Regions from separate parts of the Zea mays genome. Here region 1 is linked to region 2. A link is a contact called in public Hi-C data. All regions are on one chromosome and are shown on one strand. The core of a region is the stretch at or near the end of the contact, and the rest is flanking DNA. Distances in the headings are between cores, read along the strand shown. Region 1 holds the start of LOC100284897 (membrane protein). Region 2 holds the start of LOC100283295 (metallothionein-like protein type 2).

The links. Hi-C and Micro-C count contacts between places; a contact is called where the count stands out from the background.
Region 1: a Hi-C map of tassel shows a contact between it and region 2, with 2.1 times the contacts expected there. The contact joins the promoter of LOC100284897 here to the promoter of LOC100283295 in region 2. A contact is called at or near these places in 3 of 25 Hi-C or Micro-C datasets (bundle sheath, ear and tassel).

The regions. Positions count from the first base shown.
Region 1 is chr3:17,947,021-17,954,612 of Zm-B73-REFERENCE-NAM-5.0, forward strand. It overlaps LOC100284897 (membrane protein), which reads right to left and starts at 1,647. Exons shown (of 6, transcript NM_001157792.2): 1 at 1,069-1,647; 2 at 562-725; 3 at 229-392; 4 at 1-144. The coding sequence starts at 1,472. LOC103649783 (protein IWS1 homolog 1) reads right to left here. Exons shown (of 11, transcript XM_008675497.4): 3 at 6,526-6,645; 4 at 4,604-4,821; 5 at 4,380-4,509; 6 at 4,225-4,287; 7 at 4,060-4,137; 8 at 3,886-3,977; 9 at 3,729-3,788; 10 at 3,496-3,646; 11 at 2,740-3,365. The coding sequence ends at 3,267.
Region 2 is chr3:17,625,707-17,633,341 of Zm-B73-REFERENCE-NAM-5.0, forward strand. LOC100283295 (metallothionein-like protein type 2) reads left to right here and starts at 2,601. Exons shown (of 2, transcript NM_001156197.2): 1 at 2,601-2,773; 2 at 2,865-3,114. The coding sequence starts at 2,709. The coding sequence ends at 3,036. LOC100192707 reads right to left here. Exons shown (of 17, transcript NM_001363272.1): 12 at 7,334-7,635; 13 at 7,136-7,240; 14 at 6,977-7,043; 15 at 6,693-6,770; 16 at 6,108-6,176; 17 at 5,530-6,004. The coding sequence ends at 5,930.

The DNA of each region.
Region 1 (7,592 bases), core at 397-2,896, 320 kb after region 2:
AAACTGTGGTCGCATTAGCAGCACAAAACCAAGACAGAACCCTGACATAAATCCTCCAAGGTGAGCGAAGTTGTCAACATGTGGAAGGATCCCAACAGCTAAGTTGATGAGAATGATCATAACTAGAGTCAAGAGTGCTGCAAACTGTTTTTTTCGAAACAAGAATAGAATTAGAAAAATGGAATATGGAATGTTTTGTGAAAATACTGCATATATTTTAGAATCGACCTTGTTCTCATATATCGTCCAATTTGTTATGAGCTCTGACAGCATTGAGCCCAATAGTCCAAATAATGCACCTGAAGCACCGACTGATATATTTGACACCATAAATAGAGAAGACAGCAAGCTGCCACCAACACCAGAGATCACATACAGTGTACCAATCCTTACTGCAACAGACAATCGTCAATCAATGGTCAAGTTATATGATCACAGGCCTTGAAATAACAGGTTACAATCTAGATAATAAAGATGCATTGTGCACAGAGAATCTGTTTTCCTAAAAAAAGAAGACAATTACTGAAACTTTCTTTAATCGAACTAGACAGGGTCACTTACTGAAACCAAATTCCTTCTCGAGCCTGATTCCGATCATTAAGAGGCTCAACATGTTGGCGAGTATGTGGACGACTCCAGCATGCAACCAAATGCATGTAATGAGGCGCCACCCTTCGTGATCTTTGGTAACTTTACTGGTTTCCAGTGCCCCCATTTCCAACAGCCTGGGAATCAAAACATGTTAGATGAACCTTCAAGGTATCAAGATTATACAAAATAAGCCCCAAATTGAAGTACTGCCACCCGAGGGCATAATTACCAACAAAAAATTATCGATGGTGAAAAGTGATACGTACTTAATACATTATCAAACAATAAGGTTTATCAAGATTATATAATATAGCTGACCGATGTACTACCAATCGAGGATCTCAAAGACAGCACATTTCACAAAATTCTGCAGAGTTTCTAACATGCTCCACAATGCATACATCTAAATCAATAATGTAAGCCGAGCAAACTGCAGAAAGATCCAAATTTTGGACAGATTTGAATAGTGTGGCGTACGTGGCGGAGGAAGGGCCGATGAGCGGGTTCTCCTTGAACGACTGGAACGCGAACCTCCCGAGCTCGGGCGCGAGCCAGCAGCCCTGCGCGGTGGCGCTCTCGCCGACCGATCCGCCTATCGCGGCGCCGGTGGCCCGCGCGTGCGCGGGGCAGTCGTTGACGTACATGGTGAGCACGAAGAGGACGATGTTGGCGACGATGAATAGCGGCACAAGGAACGGGAACCACCGCCGGAACGGCCGGAACGCCGGCGGGGGCGGGGGCGGCGGGCGACTCCGGTGCGGACCGTGGCGGCCGGGGCCGTGACTCCGGTGGCGCTCTCTCTTGGGCCGCTCATCGCCTCGCCCGCCGCCGGCGGACGCCACGTCAATGGGGACCACCGCCGTCTCGCCCCGCCGCGGCATGGCACGGCCGGCGGCGGGGGGGCGCGGGCGCGCGGCCGGCTGGGACCTGGGTGGCGGCGCGACGAATGCGAGCGCGCGGAGCGGGGTTCTCCGTGTCGGGAGGGACGTCCGCGCGTGCTGCCTCGTGCTGAAGATGGTGGGGAGGAGGGAAGGGCGGAGACGCGGTGGCGACCTGGGATGGAAAGGACGGAGAAAGAAGAATGACCCCTAATTTTAGTGCTTCCCTATATACTGGGGTCTTGGGGAATGCTGGGACACTAATCATGTTCTTAGGAGTTCTCTAACTTGAAATTGAGGTGTTTTAGAGGACATGTTACAAATTGAATTTCACTCGTTACTCTTACGGATTTAACGAAAGTGAATACTACTAGATGCCGGCGTTCTGAAGCAGACAAATTTTATACTGGTTCTATTCCATTCTTGTGCGAGTGCACACGTAGACTAGAGGGGGGAAAAAGAAAAGGTATCACATAAACTTTGGAATTTAAATTTTCAATTGAAAGATGCACACATAGTCCATTTGAATTAAGCCGGAATTCGACATCGCTTTCTTTTGCGTACTCGCTGATAGGAAACCACTAAATAAAGATGGGCAAACCACCATGTCGCTGTCAATTAATGACTTGTTCCGTGAACTGCCTTTCCTTTACGTACGTTACAGAGAATATCGCTATGGATAGATTTGCCTGTCCGCGTCTGGTACAGTCTGAAAAAGACCTGGCAATCCATGGTCCACCCAGGGATAGTACACGACATACTGATTTTCCTTTCAACAATGGGCAGCATGTGTTTAAGCCTTTAGGTTGGATTTCGGAACATTCTTTAACATTATTTTATCTAACATCATCTAGTTACTAATGGATCAAGTGTTCAGTAACTCACATTACCACAAATAATGAAACATGTTATGACAGCAATAGCATAATCTCAACACGTCCTAGAATGAGTAGAAACCAACCAATATCACCTTTGACAGGATTTATAGAAAAATAGCAGTATCAACAATTCAACATGCTCCAAATAGGTTTATTATAAAATATATGATTGGATCCATCTAAATATGATATTATATATTCTTATATGACGTCATAGATACTAATAATTTTTAAATTTTATATTTAGTTAAAGTTTAGATTATTTGACTCTTCGAAATAATGATGAAAATCATTTTAAGACAAAGGAAATAAGGTTGTGTCCAACAGATCATATATATATATATCATATATATGATCATATAAAATAATATTTTACACTATAGACAACACTGTTTAAAATAGAGAATGACATAGAAGAGTCACTGCAGATAGCCTGAGCCTGAGCACACTATCTTACAATAAAGCAGCAAGATGAGGACTGCTGAAGAATTGTAATTTATCACAATTGAGTTACAGTTTGGTAAGCACAACCAATCATTTGTCGCACTATGTTTCGATTTTTCACAAGTGATGACTTTCTTTCAAGTACAAACAATCGAACTTCAACCCTAGCTAATTGTAACTCATAAACATGACAAATATTTATACAATATAAAGGCACCACTCTGGTAGGAAAGCGCCATGTTTATGCAAGCTCGTAGTATATGCCTCTGCAATGATAGTGTAGCCAACTCAACTGGTTTCTGAAGCACGGATGTTGCAGGCAAGAAAAATACTTGGATAAAAGATCCAAGCAATTACTGATGCCGAGCTGTTTGCCATGGAATGGTGGTAGGATGCTTCATACCAATTCAGCAATCCCTGCAGGCGCTGTATCATGTGCAGGACACTGCTGACTGCGGATGCCACAGTGGGTGATCTACAGGTACTTGATCATGCCACGGCCTTCCACGCTGAGCTTTGACGCCTGAAGGTTTTTCTTCTTGGGCGCTTTCAGCTGCTGCAATTTCTTGTTCATCTGCATGTCCAACGAGAAGAATCAGCTATTGCTCAGTTGGTCCTACTTCAACAGTCAACAAGCATGAAGGAACCCTAGCTAGCTTATGAAGGGAGACAAAGCCAAGATGTTTTAAGGATGGAAGGAAAACCTTCAGCCGACGCTGGTCTTGGACAGCCTGCTTAGCACGAGCTCGTATCTGCTCAGGGTCAATTTTGGACTGTGGACGAATGACAAAGTCCAAAGGCGAGGCTTCTGGCCTAGAAGCATGCTGCCTTGAACTACTTTGCCCAGACTTGCGTCTAAATACAAAGCATAAATAAAACATATTAAACTAACAATTAGAAAATGTTGAAAACATGCATCCAAATATAATGAACTTACTGTGAAAAGTCAGCATCAACATCATCATCTCTGGATTCCATTCCAGAGCTACTTGATGGTCTTCATGACAGAGGATAACCAATAAGAACACAAAGTACACACATAATATACAGGACAAGATATAATCCTCAAAAGGCCAATAAGTGCATGCACTTACTTCTTCATTTGTGGCCGCCTGTAAGGTGCTTTTTCATCATCATATCTCCTCATGTCTTCAAATCTCGTGCTCTTGTTGAATATTGGTCGACTCTGATTTTTTTTACAAGTACCAACTAAGAACCCTTCACAACCACCAAACACAAACATATATGGATACTGAGAACAGACTTACCCATTTATCAACAAGCTCCTTAGCCAATTTCCTATTTGCAGTGGTCTCCTCATCAGATTTGGACAAAAACATAATGACCTAAATATGCACCATTGGCCAGACTTAGTGCATGACAAATAATCTTCTGCAAAATAATTTATATCAGAGGGACTGGTATAAGCATACCTTTCCCAGGCCACTTTTCTTAAGCTGCTCTCTTCGGTCATATTGTTCCAAGTCAATTGGAAACTGCAAGAGGCATGAAACTTCCATCAGCAACTACATTCTTGCGCAAAACAAACGAAGTTCTACAATGAAAAAAAAAACTTAAAGATGCCTACATCAGCTAATAATTTCAGTACAGCAGATCGAGTATTCATGTTTGGCATGCTTCCATCAGGTAATGGCTCAAGCCAGTTTTTTAGAAGAGTGAGAACTCCATGGTCAAGAAATTCCTGTTGAAGATTCTTCCTGTGAAACAGAGATAAACAAAAAAATATTATTGATAGCTATAAACAAATGACAATATGCACTGGGACTACAGGAAAGATTCCAGATATCTTACTTGGAGAGAACCTCTATGAGCAGAGGAAGCTTCATAAGTTTGTTAATGGCTGGCTTTGATTGCCGATTCAAATTTGCATCTTCTTCAGCTGCTACCTCGAACTCAGCAATGAATTGTTCCACTATAAGACCAATATCTGCACGAGGGCGATCATTCTTCTTCTTCTTACCACCCTTGAAGAGTCTCTCAATTTCATCATCCTCCTCACCCTCCTCAGCCTATAGTCATCAACCCATATTGTCAGTGATTAAAAAAAGAAAACAAAAGATATCATTTCACATGGTGCAATGGCCCAGAAATGACTAGACAGATTTTAAGGCGTCGCCTAGGCGGTAAAGCGGTCCGGCAAGGTAAGGCGTCACCATCACCCTCGCCTTGCTCCGAGACCTAAGGCGGGTGCGAGTAGAGATGGCCAAACGGGCCACCCGGTCCAGGCCCGGTGAAGCCCGACCCGTTTTGGGCCCGAGCCGCCAGGCACGTTAGAAAATCGGGCTGGGCCTTCTAAGCCCGCGGGCTCGATTCCCTGTCCGAGCCCGACCCGCAGCGGGCCTAAACGGGCCGGGCCGGCCCGTTTAGCATGAAAAAGCAGACCGAAAAGCGGGCTAAGCGGGCCGGTAAGCACGTTTTAGTGCAAAAAAGCGGGCTTAACGGGCTTAGAGGTAAATGGGTCGTGTCGGGCTAGCCCATCGTGCCTAGTTTCCTGTCTGAGCCCGGCCCGCTTATTCGTGTCGGGCCGGCCTGGGCCCACATAGAACCGGGCTGTGTCGGGCTCGGACCGGGCCCAAACATCGGGCTTTGTGCCGGGCTCGCGGGCCTCGTGCTTATTGGCAATCTATAGGTGCGAGAGAGAGCTATGGCCGCTGGCGCCCATGCCAGGGAGAGGAAGGCGGACGCGCTAGTGGGGGCCTGTGCCGGCAGCCGACGACCTGGAAGGCGCCCAGAGCAGCCGTGACGGCTGCCGCAAGCGAGACCACTGTTGTGCAGCAACGGGAAAGAACATGGAGGGAAAAGGAGAGGGGACAGGGGAGGGAGGGAGGATTGGTGTCATGCATGGCAGGGGAGTGGCTGGTGGTGGCGCAGAGGAAGCCTGGTGGCTACGGGAGGGAAGGGGAATAATTGGCTGGAAGGTGTTACCGGGGAGTGGGGAGTGCTAACCTAATTTTAATGGGCTTGCTGGGCTGATTTGTAAGTTGTTTGGGTTGGTAACCTTTTTTCTTTTTATTTTCTCTCTTTTTTCTCTTCTTTATTGATATTTTCTCCTAAACACTTCCTCAAATATCAATATTTTCTATTTTTAGATATATTTAAGGCGTTGCCTTGCCTTATGACTTATGCTTTATTGCTTTACCACTTAGGGTGTGTTTGGTTGCGGGACAGTCAGGACAGGGACGTCCCCTAGCGTCCTCTCTCGTCCCTCCAATTTCGGGGGGTAACTGGGGACAACACTGGGATAGTCTTGTCCCAACCTTTGACCCTGAACCAAACAACATTATTTGAGGGATCGTCTCATCCCGTCCCGTCCTATCATTACAACCAAACACACCCTTAAACAATAGAAGGGGATCGGTCGCCTTAACGCCTTAAAACTATGGAATAGACATATTCAGCCCAAGAAGGGCCTATTATGACCATGGTTTTAGCTTCATCAATGAGGATTAAACTCCAAAGCTTCTATCAAATCATGCAATGCTATGAAAGGATGCCTAACAGCATACTTAAGTTTATAGGGAACAGCAACCAGTTCTCAGGTTAAGGTTAACGAATGTCAATTTGTCACTAGAACGTCTGGCATGGAACACAACCAAGAGTAATACATAAGATACAATTAACCAACAGACATTTGTTTAGCCTGTATGACAATTCAACTTAAAGAATACAAAATGGTAATGCTGTAAGGCACCTGGACAATTAAGAAAAAATACCTGTGCATAATGCCCAGGTGAATGCCGCTCATTATCACTGCCATAACGATCAGCTGGATCAACCCCGGTGTCATCAATGAAATTATCATCATCTATGGTTCTAACACCTTCTTGGTCATCCTGTTCCATCAGATTAGAACATCATGTCAGTGAAGAGCATTAGTCTACACAAGACAATGAAAATAGTAGTCTAAAAGTAATTAAAAGTGGTATTCACAATGCATAATAAGAAGCATGCTTATTAAGACAGTCAAGCCGTCAACCCCCCCCCCCCCCCCCCCCCCCGAGTAAAGTAGGCATGTAAGGCGGCGCCATACAAACAGCTTAATATAAAGCACCACTAAAATTCAGAAGCAAACCACCCATCATATTGCCAGTTCTTAGCATGTAATAACATAATTAGGGCTTCCAGAGTGTTAGTGCACAATATAAAGTGGCAAAATAGCGAATCTGAAATCTCTCATCTCTCAAAAGCAACAGATTAGTCTCTAATTCCATAGTATAAATTGATGAGGTAATCCTGCTAGTGCAAAATAAATACAAGTAGCATAAATACAGAGAAGAGGCAGGAAAGAAAGCAGAGAATACACAGACTGCAGAGCATATCCAAGTAAAGAGCAGAGGCAGTGCACATGCAAGAAGAGGGAAGCCAAAGGGAGAGGATGAGATGCTTATGTACGTATCCCGTGACCTTATGACTCCAGACTGGATACAGGACCAACAGAGAAGGAGAAGGAACCGTGAATCAATCAGCATAGCAGGAGGACCAGAGGAGGCACCAATCAAGGGCGCAAATTAGTGGAGAAGATGAAGGGAGGCTCAAATCAAAGGACAGAAGCGTTAAACAATGGAGTAGAAAAGGTGGAGAGGCAAGGTTCTGGCAGTGTGCTGCCAAGAACCAGGTGTGCATCCTTTTCCATTTCCCCTTCCCTGTCAATTGGCACGAGAGAGAAGAGTTATGGCCTCATGGGACCTGTAAGCGCACAATTTCCGCCAGTGCGTGACTCCTGTCGGTCTCCCAAAATCTCCTGCACCTGTTTTTTCCATGTGTGCAGCTTCTCTCCCAC
Region 2 (7,635 bases), core at 1,351-3,850:
GCGACGGTCACCTGTCCGCCGAAAATGAACCACGATTATTTTTGGCGTCCTCTTTTAGCCACCAAAAATTAACAATTTCAGAGAAAAAAATGCAAAAAACAGCAATTTTAGCAACAATATAATCACAATAAAATGACAGAAACATTAATTCTAGAATTACACACATTTAACATAAAGTATCACACTTCTTCACAACCACATTGAAGTTCACCAAAATCAAGTTCACGGTTCACAAATGGTTCACCACATCACAGTTCACAAATACATCACATAGTACATTACAACATAAAACAAACTCACAATTTGACACAACACTCAAACCATCACATATCGGGGTCGTTGGAGTTGTGACCATTATCTCCGGAAGCGAAAAACTCGTTGACGAAGTCGTGTAACTGGTTTGGAGTCTAAAAAAAAGAAGACATTAATAACGACAGTGTTTACATGACATTATTCAAACAAATTGTTTGTCAAACTAACATCTCCTGTAGTAGCTCCCTCCCGTGCATAAGCTCCTCCTGTGCTGGTATCACCGATGGTGGCGTGTTGTGGCCCATGACCCCGGATCCCTACAAAATCAAGTTTAGTCAAGATTTAAAAGGTTAATACAAACGACAAGTCTTAACTAAATTGAAGCACCTAAGGTGGAGGTGGCGGAGCATGTAATCCCCATTAAGGCGTCGGCGGCTGAAATTGAGGGAAAACAAATGGTTGCTCTTGTGCCTGCTCTGGAAACCAAGACTGTTGCAAATACAATATATTAGTTATAGGACCAATAGAATGCACAACTTCAGCGTCGATGGTAGGCGCTCCTCGCCAATCGTAGTCTTCTCCATACTTCCTAACCATCTCCTGCCCGTAAATCTCCTGCAATACAATATGAAGGTTCAACACACATGTAATTTATAGCTATATGGCAATAAAACATTAATCCTAACAACAACTAACCATACGCTCAACGGTCGCTTGACTACATAGCTCCTCGGAGATTTCACTATTTTTCGCTCTATGCTCTCTCATATAAACATCGATTGGGCTCGGGACAACTCTAGTTTGAGCCTCCTGCAAATATATGAGTTTAAACCGGTTTCATTTTTGAGTAGAACAGAATACAGGTGTGGGGCGGGGGAGGAGCGGGGGTGACGCGACTGTGCGGCATGGCTGGTCGCCGGGGGAGCCTGGCAACGCGCTGGGCGCGGAGAAGACAACAGCGGCGTGGAGAAGACAGCAGGAGAAGAATGAAGAAGAAGGTCGGCCACACGGTTTAAATCACTTAATTTTCGGCGGCCAGGGCTAGGCCGCCGAAAATAACGGCGACCGCCGAAAATGTTGTACAGTGTTGTTGTGAAAAGGACTGAAGGGTAGATCTTGCCTTAGCAAGAATTGAGTTGCCACTAGGGCTAGTAACGAGTTCTAAACTTTACATTATAAAAATTTAAGGATCAGATCAAATTAGGATTCAACTATAATTCTATTCATTTTTGAACTAAAATCAGACCTTATTTGGGACGGCTTCACTTCAAGAATTGCGTCTTCAGTTTTCTACCTTCACCATAAAAGAACTTCAACATATTGCTAAGGTGGGTTCAAGGAATGTTTGGCTTGTATATTGACTCCAGCTTCTGAAATACAATTAATTTGTACGAGTTTTCTTAATTACCCTTAAAGATAGTGGTTGTTATGAGCGGCGAGAGAGACATGAATCGGTAGGTCGTGTAACCAGTGGCGTGGTGTGTAATTTTCCTGCAACTTCATGAGTAGGTATGAAACTTGTGTTCTTGAAGCACTCTTTCAGGAGCTTCATAAATTTAATGAAACTAGCCTCTAGTTTCAAAAAAAAATAAAGCTAGAGCTTGTGGAGCTCAACCTGTTTGGATAAAAAAGCTAAAATGAATCTAAAATTCGTGAAGTGAAGCTCTCCTAAATAGGACTCCTAGTTGTAGAAAAATATTTAGAGCTCAAATAAATTATGAATAAATATTTAGATCATGACCAACCGTAGTTGTCACTGAATATGAGTGGAATAAAAATTTAAAGAGAAGGGGTCTTTGGGGCAAGGATTTGGCCGATAGCGCATGAAGTTGGTGCGGGTAGATGTGTCTGAAAGAGTGTACAGAGAGAACGAGGACTGGCCGTAGCGTAGTTGGTTCGTGCGAGCGGGCCGGTATAGATTTGATCCTGAGGATCGACACCCCGTTTGCTTGTAGAAAAATGTGCCTTTGCATGGATGTATAATTCACGAGTGCTTCAGTAGTTAGTTCAAATCAAATCAAATCAAAACAAAAGGAAACAGAAAATGGCTGGTGGTTTGTAGGTCGGGGAGGCACTCAATTTTACTGCCCGGCATTAATAACCCGCGGCCGGCGTGCAAACGCAAGCAACCGTAGACGCCGCCGCACCGAGAAGGCGGGGATCACACGGCCCGCGCGCGCAGTCCTCCACCGCAATAGCTAGCACTAGCAGCAAGCATACGCGGCGCACCTGTCCGCGGCCCCACACGTCGCGAGGGCACCCACGGCGCGTGGACGGCCAGATGGCCTGCGCCTGTCCTGCCCCCCGGTCCCGGGCCTATAAATGGAGGCGGCGGAGGCCTCTCTCCCGTCGGAGCAGGGCAGGGGTTGCGTCTCAGTTCCTGGTTGTGTTGTTGTAAGCTCCCAGGTTTCTTCTCTTCGCGTGAGCTAGCTAGAGTGGGATCGCGAGGAAGAAGGATGTCGTGCTGCGGAGGCAACTGCGGGTGCGGCAGCGGATGCAAGTGCGGCAGCGGCTGCGGAGGGTAAGCATTGCACCGCACTGCACTGCCGTTCTGTTCCGTTCCGTTCCGTTGCGTTCCTCCCTCGGAATCAGATCTGTCTCTGTGTATGCAGGTGCAAGATGTACCCGGACATGGTTGAGCAGGTGACCACCACCACCACCACCCAGACTCTCATCATGGGTGTTGCGCCATCCACGGGCGGGTTCGAGGCGGCCGCCGGAGCTGAGAACGGCGGGTGCAAGTGCGGCGCCAGCTGCACCTGCGACCCCTGCACCTGCAAGTGAGGATGACCGGGTGCAGCATGCAGGCCGTGACGATGGAGGAAGTAGCTAGATCGGAAGGACACCCTTCAGTATCTCTAGCTAAGGCCCTGTTTCAATCTCGCGAGATAAACTTTAGCAGCTTTTTTTTAGCTACTTTTAGCCATTTGTAATCTAAACAGGAGAGCTAATGGTGATAATTGAAACTAAACTTTAGCACTTCAATTCATATAGCTAAAGTTTAGTAGGAAGCTAAAGTTTATCCCGTGAGATTGAAACGGGGCCTAAATCAAGCTCTGCAGTATGTTGTAGCAGTGTCGTCTGTGTTTGCCGCCATGCGCGCGTAGCTAGCTAGTGGTGGTGGTAAACGAATAATTGTCCTGTTCTTCCTCCTCCTCGGCCCCTGCCAGTGTTGCGTCGTGTGGGCCGGCCGGGTGCATGCACAGCACCAGGCCATGCCCGCTGCTCTGTGCGCACTTTTTTTTTTCCTTCGTGCTGTGTCTCCATTTTCCATCTATATGCATCCGATTTGTGACGTCGTCAGTACATATCTTGTTTCGATGGCTTCCTCTGTGCAAGATGTTAGTCATGTGACCATATGGCATCAAACGTTTGCCTCAACACTTGTGCTGGTGTTATTTCTTATAGTTCTTGTATTTTTCCTGTGTATGCTCAACAAATTCATTAGTACAAGGAATATTAGTCATGTGACCATCTATTCCTTCACCCCACGCTAGGATTAAGTTGGATGATGGGGCAGTGTGTTTCCTTTTTCATAGGCATATGAGCATGAGCTAAAAGAGACGGTCCTACTTTGACGATGGGGCAGTGTTTCCTTTTTTTCCCAACATGTGGATAAGACACAAAGTAAGATATATCGGTCTTAGTAAAAAAACAATGAGTTTCATATTCATATTTCCGATCAAATTGGATAACAAGAAAATTTGTGTCTTAAGTGTTTAGGTCTCTGTTACGCCCAAACGAACTCTAAACATATTCGATAGGAGGTCTTTCCTCTTTCTTCCTCGTCCGAGGGGAGCTTGCCGGCGCAGAAGTCACGCTCGCTCGAACCCACCGCTTCAATTACTGTGAGAAGCTTGAGCTGCTGGACCTCGGCGACAACATGCTCTCCGGTGGCATCCCGATGGAGCTCAGAGGCTTCCATCGCTGGAGATTTCGCTTAGCCTCAGTTGTAACCGTCTCTTTGGGGGAGGTTCCAGCGCAGTTCGGTAAGCAGAATAAGCTCGGCAGCCTCGACATCTCGTACAACCAGCTTAATGTATGAATGCACCTGTCTCAAGTGCACCAAGGACAGCACAAGCAGACAGTACCAGCTTAATATATGAATGCACCTGTCTCAAGTGCACCAAGGACAGCACAAGCAGACAGTACGCTGACCATGGTCCTTTCACAAACTGACAGCAACTTAAGCCGCAGGAGATGTGTGCACCGCGGTGCGCCGGCGGCAGTGAAGCGGGCCACGCCAGCTAGTGGGGACCTGGACGGGTTTGGTCTGTCGGCGCGCCGGCGGGTGGGGAGGGAGGCAGGTGGGCAGTGGAGATCGCCGTGCGGCTCGGGCCCGTCGAGCATAGATAGTGTGGGGAGGGAGGCAGCTGGCGGTGGAGCCAAAGTTCGTCCCTCAAGCCTATCCTATCACAGGGCAAGGAAATATCTTTCCGAGTTGCTTATCTCATTCAAATGAAAAGGCGTCCCTCCCGCGAATCACAGGGCAACATGGTAAATAAATAAATGAAATTAAATGACGACGAAATGGCACCTGATGCCTGCATTTCATACTGACAAACTACACCAGTCCGACGCTATGTCTGTGCATACAGATCATGCAGTCGATCGTACAGCGTTACAACTTCCAAGGTCATCCATTTTGTGAGCACCGTCCATAATAAAGAAAGAAAAGAATGTAGACTGTACATTAGGCACAAGAGGGCAGCAGAGGGCCAGTGCGCCATAGAGCAACGACGGGTGGCGAGCCTGCAGAATCTACACCACCTGGAAGAGAGAAACGATCACAAACCAAAAACAAAGCAGCCAGGATACATCATCAAGCACGCTAAATAGCAAATAGATCTTGCGGTTGTAACCTTGGTTGAGGTAACGCTCTCGTTACCACCGGAGAAGATCAAACACCAAGTTGCAGTACAGTTCCCAAAATATGCACATCCGCAAGATCCTGACAAAGCAGACTACAAATCAAAAGTACACTATGTATCACGCTGCAACGTGGAATTCGTGCACAGCTCAAAATATGTGGTGGAGCATTCAGTGAAAAGAACCATGTGATGTGGTTGCGCTTCAACTCTTCAATACAGCATGCCAGAGAATGGACAAATACAACCACTCTGAGTCTCTGACTAATGGTGGCTTGTGGCTGGGTGATCTGGCATCAGCTCATTTGCTCCATTTGATCTAATACACATGATAAGCTCACTCCATCCGTTCTTTCCATATTTAATGGCTGAAGACTTGTATAATAATTCTACTAAAAAGGCAGACTCGGTACCAAATGCTCCCACATTAGTGAAGTCTGAGAAAGGAATAAACTGAGGCAAGTCACAAATGCGGAGAGATTGGTTCGAACCTACAACCTGGTGACTCAGTGAAACAACTCTCACCACTGCACCAATCCCCTACTAAAGAGAAGCAAATAGTGACCACAAAACCTAGGGAATTTTTTTTGGATAACATGTATCACCACTGCACCAATCCCCTACTAAAGGCTACCCAACTACATTTTTTTGGCAGGCAAACTAACGATCACAAGTTTAGGAACAATAAACATAAAGAACAAAGGGGGTACTGGGGGAAAACAAAGATGTCAATCTTTTTGTATTTCAAAATCAAATAAGGCATATAAATAATCCAAACCTTTGAACACATTGTTCCTTGAAAAATGGGCTCAATCAGATCCATAAAAGCCAATCGTTGTTTGCCGAAGAACTTCAGAAGTTCGGTCAAGGCTATGAGATGCCACCTACCACACAAAAAAAAGACATGTATCTCATTTATAATCAAGGTGCGAATTCCTAATAACATATTTAGTCGAGAAAGCATAGTGAAAGGGGTAGACTGAATACCAGATACGTCAGGGATGTGTATCTTTCTTGACTTAGATATAAAGGTTTTCCTCTGTGCATTTCATTATCCTGCATCCAAACATCCCAAAAGGTAAAGACATAAGCTCACATTGACATCATTGACATGAAAGAATGCACAGTTTCAATCATAGGAGTATCCCCTATTCTTGAGGTTTATATATATATATATATATATATATATATATATATATATATATATATATATATATATATATATATATATATATATATATATATATATATATATATATATATATATATATATATATATGGGTGGTAGTTTATGCCTGGATACAATGATAAGAATCGTCACATCATCCATCGATGGTCATTCAGATGATTTGAAATCAATTTCACATTGCTATTGTTCTCGAGGAAAAATCAAGCATCCAAAGATTTCACATATGGAACATTTTATTTCGTGTGCATCATAGAAGCATGCATCACTGGCGGAGAAGCTAACAAGTGGGTTCATCAGCAGGATGTAAAATTTCGAGCAGAGATTGCAACAAACAGCTATAATTTCATACAAGAATAACAAAACATTAGGAAATTGAGCAATACCTCCTCTCCAAAAGCATCAAGGTATAGAGACGGCCAAAATGTTAGACGAGCAGATCGCTGCAACAGGATTGTTGTTTTCTGTGCAGAAGACCATCAAAATTCAAGCACATTCACACCAGAAAGAACAGAGGACATTATATTTACTGGACAAACTAATTTCGTGTGTAATGAGCTAGGGTGGTTCTTTGTTATTTGAGGTTTCTCATGCCCCCTTTCTTAATAATATATAAGACACGCAGCTCTCCTGTGTGTTCAAGGAAAAGAAGTAATGAGCTAGAACATACCCTCACTAGAAGAAATATGCCAATACCAGCACCACATTGCAATGCATGATTCTGGCATTTCCCAGTCCTACAAACAAATAAAATTAGGACATGCGTTTGATAAATTTATGGCAGAACCAACACAAGGTAATAGGAACTTTACAGGCAACGCTCCATCACCTGCAGCATGGTTTCCAACTAGGCGAACATAGTTTGCCACATAGCAAACATAGTGCCGGTTCATCAGGCACTGAGCCACAATCAGGGCATTGCATCTTGATATATCTAGATGGAAAAATAACAAGCCATCAGTTCCAGGAAAAAAAAGGCAGAGCTCGCACAAAATATCATACCAGCTTAGAAGAACCAGACACAAACCTTTCTAGGAGAACCTGGTACACATCTGGTAGTTGCATCAGCCTAAATGGAACTGCAGGGGTAGAAAAGAGAGTGCCTCTATATTTACGGGGATTGTACTCTTCACAGAAATGTTGAGACCATTTTAAGGCAAGCATATGTACAGATTCATCTTGGAGAATCAGATCCAGCGACTGAATCTGAAACAGGTCTTCCAATTCTCGTAACCCGGCCAGTTCCATTGCCAGTGAAGAACTGTCGTCTTGTGTGCTATTACTCAAGTAAAGATGTGATCCTTCCCAAATATTGGAACCGTCATACAA